2 separate regions of the Mus musculus genome follow, and region 2 is linked to region 1. Evidence: chromatin contacts called from public promoter capture Hi-C data. All regions are on one chromosome and are shown on one strand. Each heading gives the region's core, a stretch centred on a gene start, on an enhancer-like site or on the middle of the called end of the contact. The rest is flanking DNA. Distances are from core to core; before and after follow the strand shown. Region 1 overlaps Peak1 (pseudopodium-enriched atypical kinase 1). Region 2 holds the start of Odf3l1 (outer dense fiber of sperm tails 3-like 1).

Region 1 (4,837 bases), core at 729-3,228:
CTTAGGAGCAACGTGCCACTCACTCTGGGAGGCAGTCTTTCTGGAAGAGGCTCGCACTCCGAGGAACAGGTCAGCCATCTTCGTGACCTTTCCCATTCCCCTTGTCTTCCGGCCATTCCAATAGCCAGCTTCGGGTAGCTTTCTAAGGTGATGGTGACGCTAAACGGATAACCATCTCACTCAGGGCTGTTGCCGACAGCATTTGGCAGACTAGTTAATACCGGCTTACTGACGGAAGGAAGCTGGCCAATTACTGCTTGTGGGGGAAGAAACTCTGACTCAGACAGACACCACCAGGCCTGGCTGCCATGCGGGTAGGTCTGACAGGAATCAAAGAACAGTACTTGAAAGTCTGTTCCCTGAGGGCCCCTGGAGAATTGCACACATAAGGACATTATTTCTTCATATCCTGCCAACTATTCATAATCTCTGGACTATATTTCATCCTGCTGAGGCATCGGTGATACCACCTTTGGTCAGCTTTGTAATGGGCCACCACAAGAAGTGAATGATAAACCCAAACTTCAGCAGGCGGGACAGGGTGAAGGTGAAGGACAGTGAAGCAGTGGCAGCAGGGTTGCGGCTGCCGGGTGGCTCTCTATGTAGGGTCCCCTCCTTTCACTGTATGCCAGAGCAAAGGCTAGTCCCCAGTGACTACAACGGAGCCAAGAAGGATAATGGGATGTCCTCTAGGGAAAGAGGTGGTCACTTCAAGGGAGAGGAATCTGCTGTGAGAGCATTAGTGGGTGACAGCTGAGGTTGGTGATGTGTGTACTGCTAGCTAGTTAATGCAGGCGAGCTTCAGAGTTATGGAAGAGGTGTATGCAGCTTGGTGAGATCATTCCATGGGAGCTGCTCCTTCATGGCTGTGCATTTTTCACTTTTTACCCCACATTTGTGAGACTATTGGGATGACAAATGCTCCAAGGGAAGGTGACTGCATGTTTGTGCAGCTGAACTGCTGTACAGTAAAGAAACACTCAGCCATTCACTGTAGAAAGCTGTAGGTGACCTTGCTGAATGGAGCCCATGTCCCTGGACAAGGGTGGCAGTTGGCTTCTTTCCTTTCCTTAAATTCTGAGTGGATACCAGGACAGGGACATGAGGGTAACATGAGGAAGGTGGAGATATTTAACAATAAAAGCAATGCCCGGGCCATATTAACGGTATTGCAGGATTTTTACAATATAGCTCAGGGAGTCTGTAGTGGCAAAGGCCAGATACTGAGCACAAAGCCAGTCCTCCAGGCTGATGCCCCCCTCTCTGTCCAGGGACTTCTCCGCGAACTTGATCATCAGCAGGGTTCGCTTGATGTCTAACCAGTTTTGGAGCAGAGCGTTCTTCTGTGCGAGGGTTGCAGAGGTGGTGAAGATTTGAAAGAGATCTTCTCGGGGGCCCCAGAGCAGACATTGGAGGATGCCTTTGGCGTCAGAAATGAGGATGCGCTCAGAAGGGTTGGGATTCAGGAGGCAGCTAGCAAGCTGCTGTAGACCCCAGGAGTACGGGGAGCGGAGAGGGATCCGAGGCAGATCTGTGCGCGTGTACTCCTTCTCCTTCAGCTCCGGGTTCTCGTCAAAAGGGTTGGGCAGGTGCAGCATCTCATAGATGAGAATGCCCGTCTGGAATTCATCACACTTCTTATACTGGGTGGCCGTGATGATCTCTGGGGCAAGGCGGGACTGGTCTCGGAGGATCTGGGGGTCCACCAGGTGGCTCTTCTGCTTGGCCTGAGAGAAGTTACTCACAATGAGCCTTGTAGGACAAGCTAAGGTGGGGCAAGGGTCTGCAGGAGAAGGGCCCTGGGCAGCTCCCCCAGGTTGGTGCTGGACAAGCAGCAAGTTCTCCAGGCGAAGATCGCAGTGCGTGACGTGGTAGGGCTTGAGGTGCTCAAGCCCAGAGCACAGCTGTAAGAGCAGCAGACACACTTGCCTCTCATACAAGTCAGGGCTGTTCCCATGATGGGCCAAAGAATCTCGCACGAAGTCGGCCACAGTGAGATGGGGAACCTCCCTGGTGATGACCACAACGTGGCTTCTTTGTTTCCTGTTTGTGACTCGTTGGTTCTCTTTCTGGGATGGCTCTGTTTCAGAGCAGGGCTCAGGATTTCCCCCCAAAGTTTCTGCCTTCCCCTCTTCTTCGCTGTCTTCAGTGCCATCCTCTGCCTTTTCAGGAGCATCAGGATCCTCCCAGGGAAGCAGACGACTAGGGACTTCAGCAAGGAAATGGCCACAATCCTGCTGGATGTTAAAATGCACAGGCAGACTCTGCCGGACAGCCAGGCTATGGTAATACTGCTGAGACTCCTTAGCTTTGCTCTTGCAGATCTGAAAGAGAGCAGGAGGCACACTTAGACTTCCCATAAGCAGACACACGAGGTGCAGAGGATGATTAACTGCAAGGTGACTCATTAGGAACACAGTAAGTCTTCAGAAAGGGTCTGGGCAGCCAGCCTATAAGTGACTACCGTTTCTCATGGACCCACATTCAAGGCTACGCTCAGTGCCTTATGTGCACCACCTCTAGTCTGCACTCAGTGCCTTATGTGCACCACCTCTAGTCTGCACTCAGTGCCTTATGCGCACCACCTCCAGCTTTCATACAAGCCCCTTAGACTGTGGGCTCCAACTAACGGAGCTGGAAAAGTGGATGTACGCATGCTGAAGAATGGAACTTGACCCCTAAGCTCTCATCAGTTACAAAATCAACTCAAGATGAATTAAAGATTTACCCTCAAACTATGAAGTTATAAAACCAGGAGAAACAGGGAAAAGACTGTAGGATGTTGGATCAGGAAAGAAATTTGTGTACAAGACTCTAAAAGGATAAGTAATAAAAGCATAAATAGACATTAGAGACTATACCAAACTAAAAAACTTCTGTATCACAAAGAAAACAGACTGAAAACATAACAATGGGAGATATAATTGAAACTACATATCTGATAAGGGGCTATTCAGAATGTATTAGGAATTCTAAATAACTGGGCAGTGGTGGCACATGCCTTTAATCCCAGCACTTGGGAGGCAGGCGAATTTCTGAGTTCAAGGTCAGCCTGGTTTACAGAGTGAGTTCCTGGACAGCCAGGGATACATAGAGAAATCCTGTCTTGAAAAAAACAAACAAAACAAAAATCAAAATAAAAAAATACTAACCAACAACCAAAAACAACAACAAAAATCACTAAAACTCAAACAATTCAATTAAAAGTAATTAGCACAAGGCATACAATGGGACACACACACACATACACCCCCCCCCCCACACACACACAGACATACACTCATACACACACACACACGAACACACACACGCACACCAGAGAAAGGCAAAGCAAACCATATCCCTCACTTCCACTAGAACGGATGTTCCTGGGCTGGAGAGGTTGCTCAGCAGTTAGGAATACTAGCTTTTGTTGTGCAGGACCTGAGTTCAGTTCCCAGCACACATGCCATGAAGGTCACAAGCACATGTAACTCCAGTTCCAGGAGGACCAGCTGCCTCTGGGCTCTGAGGGTGCTTGCACTCAGATAGACACACCTCACCTCCCCATATACATAATTAAAAAGTAGCAAAAACAAATCATAGAAAAAAAAGCAAGGCTGTCACCGAAAGAAAAAAAAAAGCGCTGGTGAAAAGTGTGGAGAAACAGAACCTCGTGGTGCACACTGCTGGTGAGAACAGGAAGGAGAACAGTCAGAGAGGAGCCTCAAAGAGTGAGAAACAGAGCCACCACGTGACCTCACACATTCACTGCGTAGTCACGGGAACGGAAGCAGCACTGTTGAAGGAACATCAGTATTCTACCGTTTACTACTGATAGGCAAGAAATGGAAATGATATTAACTACTGACTGGATAAATAAACTATGGTACATATACATAAAAATAACAACAGTCTGTGTTTTGTGATGACAAGGATGGAGGTGGAGATGATTTGCTAAAGTGAAATAAACCAGGCTCATACAAACAACAGTGTGATCTCAGTCAGATGTGGATCCCTAAGAATGGTCTCATAGAAGCTGGACGGAGCTAGTGGTTTTCAAAGGCTGGGGAGAGGCTGGGGATGGCTGAGCAGCAGGTGTAAACAATAGGTTGGAGGCATGAATTCAGATGCTTGTACAATATTATGATTATAGATAATACACTATTTAATTTCAAAGAGCTAGAAGGAAGGATTTTGAATGTTTTAGTACCAAGAAGACTGCATGTCCAGTTTATGTTTTTCCAAATAAGAAAGGATAAGTAAGCGTCCAGATAAATATTAGCAGTTTGCAGAGTTGAGTGTGTTGCAATGCCAAAGCTGGTTCTGCTCTATCTTTTGTATACCTAGAAGACAACACAACTAGCATAATAAATGTTCTCTTACATTCTGTAGGAATTTCTAAGCCTGGCGCTCTTTCTCATCCCGTCCCCTGTGGGGCAATGGGTTATGCACAGACAGTCTGGTCTCCAGTTGAGCTGAGGTGTGGAACCCTGGTGAAACCCAGTGGTGATAGTTCACCTACATGGGATGGAAGGCGGTCCCTCATGTCTCCTGGAATTCCCTGGCTCCTGTCGAAGTTACCGTCCCCACAGCCCCCACAGGAGAAGCTGTGGCTTTTAGTCACGTACACAATGTCCCAAGCTTCTGACCTTCACGCTAGACTTCTCCCAGTTACCTAGCAACAACAAGATACCGTCCCACCATAAGAGGGGCTGCTTGGCCCCACCTCACTCTCTCCTTTTACTCCCTTTCCTCACTCTCTTACACTCTCTCCTCCCACTCTCTCTCTTTAACCTCTTACCCTAGACTTTCTTCTCTCTCTCTCCTTTCCCCCTTCTTTCCTCTTGGCCATGGC
Region 2 (4,837 bases), core at 715-3,214, 650 kb after region 1:
GCCCCTCTATTCACTCCCCACCCCACTTCAGAGACACCGAGACAGCTAGGGGAGGGGCTGTGTGAGAAGATGCCTCGGCTCAACAGCTGAAGCCACCACAGAAGTGCAGCCAGTACAGGAGGCGGGGGTCGGGCCCCAGTGGCTGGAGTGGAGGATGATGTCACATCGAAGCAGAACTTGGACTGTGAGGCCCGGAGTGTTTATTTCTCCCGTTGCCGTGGTGCCTGAACTGTGGTATGGCAGCTCTCTGCTGAGAGCCCAGATACAGAAAAATTCAGCTCCATGTCCTCTCATATATCCAACCAGGCTGAATGCCCTGGGCGTTCCCCAATACCCCTGGTCTGGGAAGGGAGTAGTGAATGACATGGACCCTGAGCCAGCTGCTCACTACCAGTAGGTGTTTTATAATTGGGGACAGGGACAGAAAGGTTGAGTGGGTCCTGGGCGAAGAGTTCCTGCCCACTCCTGCAGCTCCTGTCCCCCTGTCCTTTCCACCTATCTCCTCTAGACTCTGGGTAAGTCCTCTCTTCTACCAGTCTACTTCTGTAAGCTAACCTATTTCCCACTAAGGTCTCTCACAGCCCCTTCCCAGACTCTTTGCCAAAGCACGATATCATTAAAGATCCACATCTAGCTAAAGGAATACTTACCTAATGGTAGTGTTCCAGACACAGTGTGGGGAACAAGCAGGATGATAAAGGGCTCACACTGGGGTCCACAGCAGTAGGTTCCCATGACTTTGTAGAGAGCACACCTCTGAAGGAGGATGTTAGGAAATATGAGTGTCAGAGGCTATGCAGTCTCCATGTGACAGAGGGATGAGCCCCAGTCTAGGAAAATCCCAGAGATGGCTTCAGCCTAAGAGCCCAGAGGGACCCAGGACCCAGCCTTACATCCACCACTGGGATTAGATCTGAGCCAGGTTAAGAAAGGTCTCTGTCTGTCATAGGAATTAAAGGATGAATGGTAGTCTGTCACCACCCCAGTGTAGACACTGAGGCCACAGTGACAGGAGAGGAAGCAGAACACAAAATGCAGGAATCTCTTCAGGTCAGTCTCACTGTTCAGAGAGCTGCCATTGTGGTGCTCTGAACTCTAGGCATCCGCCAAGTGCAGCCATCATCAGGCATGCTGGGAAGTCAAGAGTCTTGGGGACAGAAAGGCTCAGAACAGAGCAGGCTCCCAGCCACCAGCAGCAGCCCCTCTGCTGGGGACCACGTCTCATTTCACCCCACCCTGTAAGCACTCCGGGCCACCCCCTCTCCCCTGCCTGGTGGTACTCCAAGTGCTTCCTTCCCAGGGGTCTGTTCTGTTCCTGTCACAGGCCTTCATACACAGCTTTCTTGAGGAAATGGGTTTCTTCACCTTCAGCTGGCCCAAGTTGCTCACTTCTGTGGCATGCACTCTGCCTCTGATGGAGTCTGGGATCCCCTGAAGCAGGCCCCTTGGCTGCTTCAGGCCCAAGATGATAGCTCTTCCATTCACGGCCTTGGTCACATGAGTTCCAGTATCCACCTGTTCCTCACAACACGGTGGCAGCCCTGGTTCATGGCTACCTCCTAACTCCTACCATGACTTGGTAACTTTGGCCCACCTAAGACCCACTCCCCAATCAATGCACAGTCCTCCTCATGCACCAAGACCTCTGCCAAGTCCCTCCCAAACCCTGTTCCCAGCAGTGGTCCTGGGCTTTTATTACCTCCCACAACACCAACTGCCACCTCCCTAGAAAGAGCCCTCCGTTTCCTACTCCCCAGCAGTCTTTATGTACCAGACCAATGAGCTCCTGCCTCTTCCTCCTCCTCCTCTTCCTCCTCCTCCTCCTCACCCTCAGAGCTCTCAGCCTTGGATTTGGCAACCTCATTGAGCCTCACCTAGAAGCAGCTTGCTCTGCTGTCCCCAGATACTATCCCAGCATGCCTCACTCCCCTCCATAAGACTGGACCTCCATGCAGTTCCTACCCACCTGCACAAGTGAAAACAGAGACTGTGAAGTGCTGGAGCTGCAGGCCTCTCAACAAGGCCTGCCCAATTCCACTTTCCCTGGAAGCTATGGCTGCTCTTCCAATTTCCACATCTACTGGCAACTCTTTTTTTTTTTTTTTTTAAATTATAAGTAAGTACACTGTAGCTGTCTTCAGACACTCCAGAAGAGGGCATCAGATTTCGTTACGGATGGTTGTGAGCCACCATGTGGTTGCTGGGATTTGAACTCGGGACCTTCGGAAGAGCAGTCGGCGCTCTTAACCATCTTAACCAGCCCTTCTACTGGCAACTCTTATCACCTCTGATAGCCAAGGTCCCTTCCACCTGTTAAAAGCTCTGCCTCTAGGGCCTAAAGAGATGGCTCACTGGCTAAGAACACTTCCAGTTCCTCCAGAGGGCTGGGGTTCAGCTCCCAGAACCCACATCAGGTAGCTCATAGCCACCCATAGCTACAGTTCCAGGGGATCCAATACTCTCTTCTACCATCTAAGCCCTGCATGCATGGTGTACATAAACATACATTCAAGCATACACACACAGTTATAAAATGAATAAATAATCTCTAAAAATAAAAGCAACCCTGCCCTTGAGCCCACACATGTCTCTGTACCTACCTGTCTGTCTCTGCCATTTCACAGACCCATTTACTCAAAGGGTGTTTTCTCTGTGGTGGCCAGTCTGCCTCTCTTTTCTCCTTGACTCACTGAAAGCTGGCTTTAGGCCCGTTGCTCCACCCAAGCTAAGTTGGATGAGATGCCCACAGACCTGCACGCAGATGCTAAACACAGTAGACTCTTGGCAACCTCTTCTGACTTGGCCACTTGGTAGCATTGAACCAACACTGCTGACCACTCCTCCTGCTTCACAAGACCCTCTCCCAGCTCCAAGATCTTCTCCTGGTTTTCCTTCCCTGGTTTCCACTGTTCCTTTACTGGCTTGCTTCTGGGTCTTCTTCCTCACCCCGACCTTTCAGTATTGGCAAAAGCTTATTAATCACAAAAATGGAAAACAGTAACTTTGCCTGGACGCAGTCTGGCAGGCTCAGCCTCAACCAGGTGACACATGTGATGAAGATCAGTGGGTAAAGTACTTACGATGCAAGCGTGAGGAGCTGAGCCTGGACTCCCAGGATCCTCATGAAAAGCTGGGTGACACAGTGCGTGCCTGTAATCCAGCACTGGGGAGGAGTGCCTGGCCCTTCAGCTTACCTGATCAGTGAGCTTCAGGTCCAATGAGAGAAGGTGAGGAGCAATAGAAAAAGCTACCCAATGGTGACTGACCTCTGGCTTCTACACAGATGTATAGTGTATGTACATCTCACACAGAAGCTGTTATCATTTTATTATTGTGTGTTGTATGGGTGCGTGCATGCTACAGAGGATAACACAGAGTCAGTGTTCTACTTCTACCATGGGATTCAGGTCATCAAGTTAGTGAGTGCTTCTACCCACTATACTATCTTGGTTTGCTGAGGGGAGGTTGGGTACAGGTCTGACCATGTAGCCCAGGCTGTCCTGGAACTTGCCATGTAGACCAGGTGGGCCTCGAACTCATAGATATTGCTTGCCTCTGCCTCCTGAGTGCTGTGTCTAAAGTCACGTGCCACCACTCATTCTACAATATTTTTAAATTAAAAACCAAAACAAAGACAAACAACACACAATCCCACCAAGGAAAACGCTGGTGCCTCCTAGAAGGATACACCAGGAGACCACAACACCGCTCTGTTGTGTTTCCCAAAGATAAAAATCTGACCACAAGAATACCAGACAAACTGACTGGTCCACAAGATAAAAACTGACCTGGAGTCAAAAAACAAGAACAAAACCTGCCAATATCCCAGAAAACAAAGAAATCCTAAAGAACTGTGACAGATTTGTAAAAACTCAAAAACCCAGACAGCTCAATGCAACATGGAAGGGAGAGCTTGCTTTTGTTTTCTTATTTATTTTTATTTTATATACGTTGGTGTTATACTTGTATGTGAAGGTGTCAGACCCTATGGAACTGGAGTTATAGGCAGGTACTAGGAATCGAACTGGGGACCTCTGGAAAAGCAGCCAGTGCACTTAACCACTGAGCCATCGCTCCAGCCCTGGCAGGGCTTGCTTTTGATGATGTCAGGAAAATTGGCCAAAGCAGAAATAAATCTATGGCTTATTTCAAAATGTAGCCATGTTTATTTCCTGGTCAATCATTGTATTCCTAAAAGGGAAGGTCTTTGTTCTTAGAAAACACTGACTTGTTTAAAGAAAAATTATGGAAACAAAAGATAGATAGATAGATAGATAGATAGATAGATAGATAGATAGATAGATAGATGCATACATATATAGATTAAAATAAAAAGCATCTGCCTTCCAACACTTAGGAGGCAAAGGCAGGCAGAATTCTGAGTTTGAAACCAGACTGGAGTAAACTAATGTATAGAGTGGACCAGAATAACCAAGGCCGCATAGAGACCTTGTCTCAAAACAAACAAACAAAGGTGTGGTAAAATATTAACCCTTGGGAAATCTAGGCAAAGGGTATGTGAGAACTATTTGCAATAATCTTGCCACTTCTATGTAAGTCTAAAACTATATACAGTAAAAAAAAAAAAAATCAAAGAAAAAAAAATATCAAGTAAAGAACTTTGGACCCAAGTTGGAGTTTTCAGAACCCACAGAAAGCCAGCCTCAGTAGCATGTGTTTACAATCCTTGGCTCCCACATCACAATGAGAGGCCGAGGCAGAAGAATCCCAAGAAGTTGGGGACACACGCACTCACAGACACACACACACACACACACACACACACACACACACACACGAGAGAGAGAGAGAGAGAGAGAGAGAGAGAGAGAGAGAG

Evidence for each region. Promoter capture Hi-C pulls out the DNA fragments that hold promoters and counts their contacts.
Region 2: a contact with region 1 is called in a promoter capture Hi-C map of the HPC-7 cell line, with 4 times the contacts expected there. The contact joins the promoter of Odf3l1 here to the enhancer-like site in region 1. A contact is called at or near these places in 17 of 39 promoter capture datasets (the 3T3-L1 cell line, 3T3-L1-derived adipocytes, the C10 cell line and 12 more), 10 of 484 Hi-C or Micro-C datasets (B cells, the Ba/F3 cell line, CD4 T cells and 6 more), 6 of 115 datasets of contacts at active chromatin or transcription factors (embryonic basal ganglia, embryonic forebrain, embryonic midbrain and 3 more) and 1 of 9 other capture datasets (embryonic stem cells).

The regions. Positions count from the first base shown.
Region 1 is chr9:56,205,288-56,210,124 of GRCm38.p6, forward strand. Peak1 (pseudopodium-enriched atypical kinase 1) reads right to left here. Exons shown (of 7, transcript NM_172924.3): 7 at 1-2,324. The coding sequence ends at 1,161. Among named protein-coding and RNA genes, the nearest start is that of Peak1os, 34 kb to the right of the region's middle. Within about 2 kb of position 1,979, at least 71 of the 459 cell types and tissues checked have an H3K27ac peak or open chromatin away from gene starts, as enhancers often do. A contact at or near this core is called in the HPC-7 cell line, where this site is marked.
Region 2 is chr9:56,851,850-56,856,686 of GRCm38.p6, forward strand. Odf3l1 (outer dense fiber of sperm tails 3-like 1) reads right to left here and starts at 1,965. Exons shown (of 5, transcript NM_001374681.1): 1 at 651-1,965. The coding sequence starts at 735.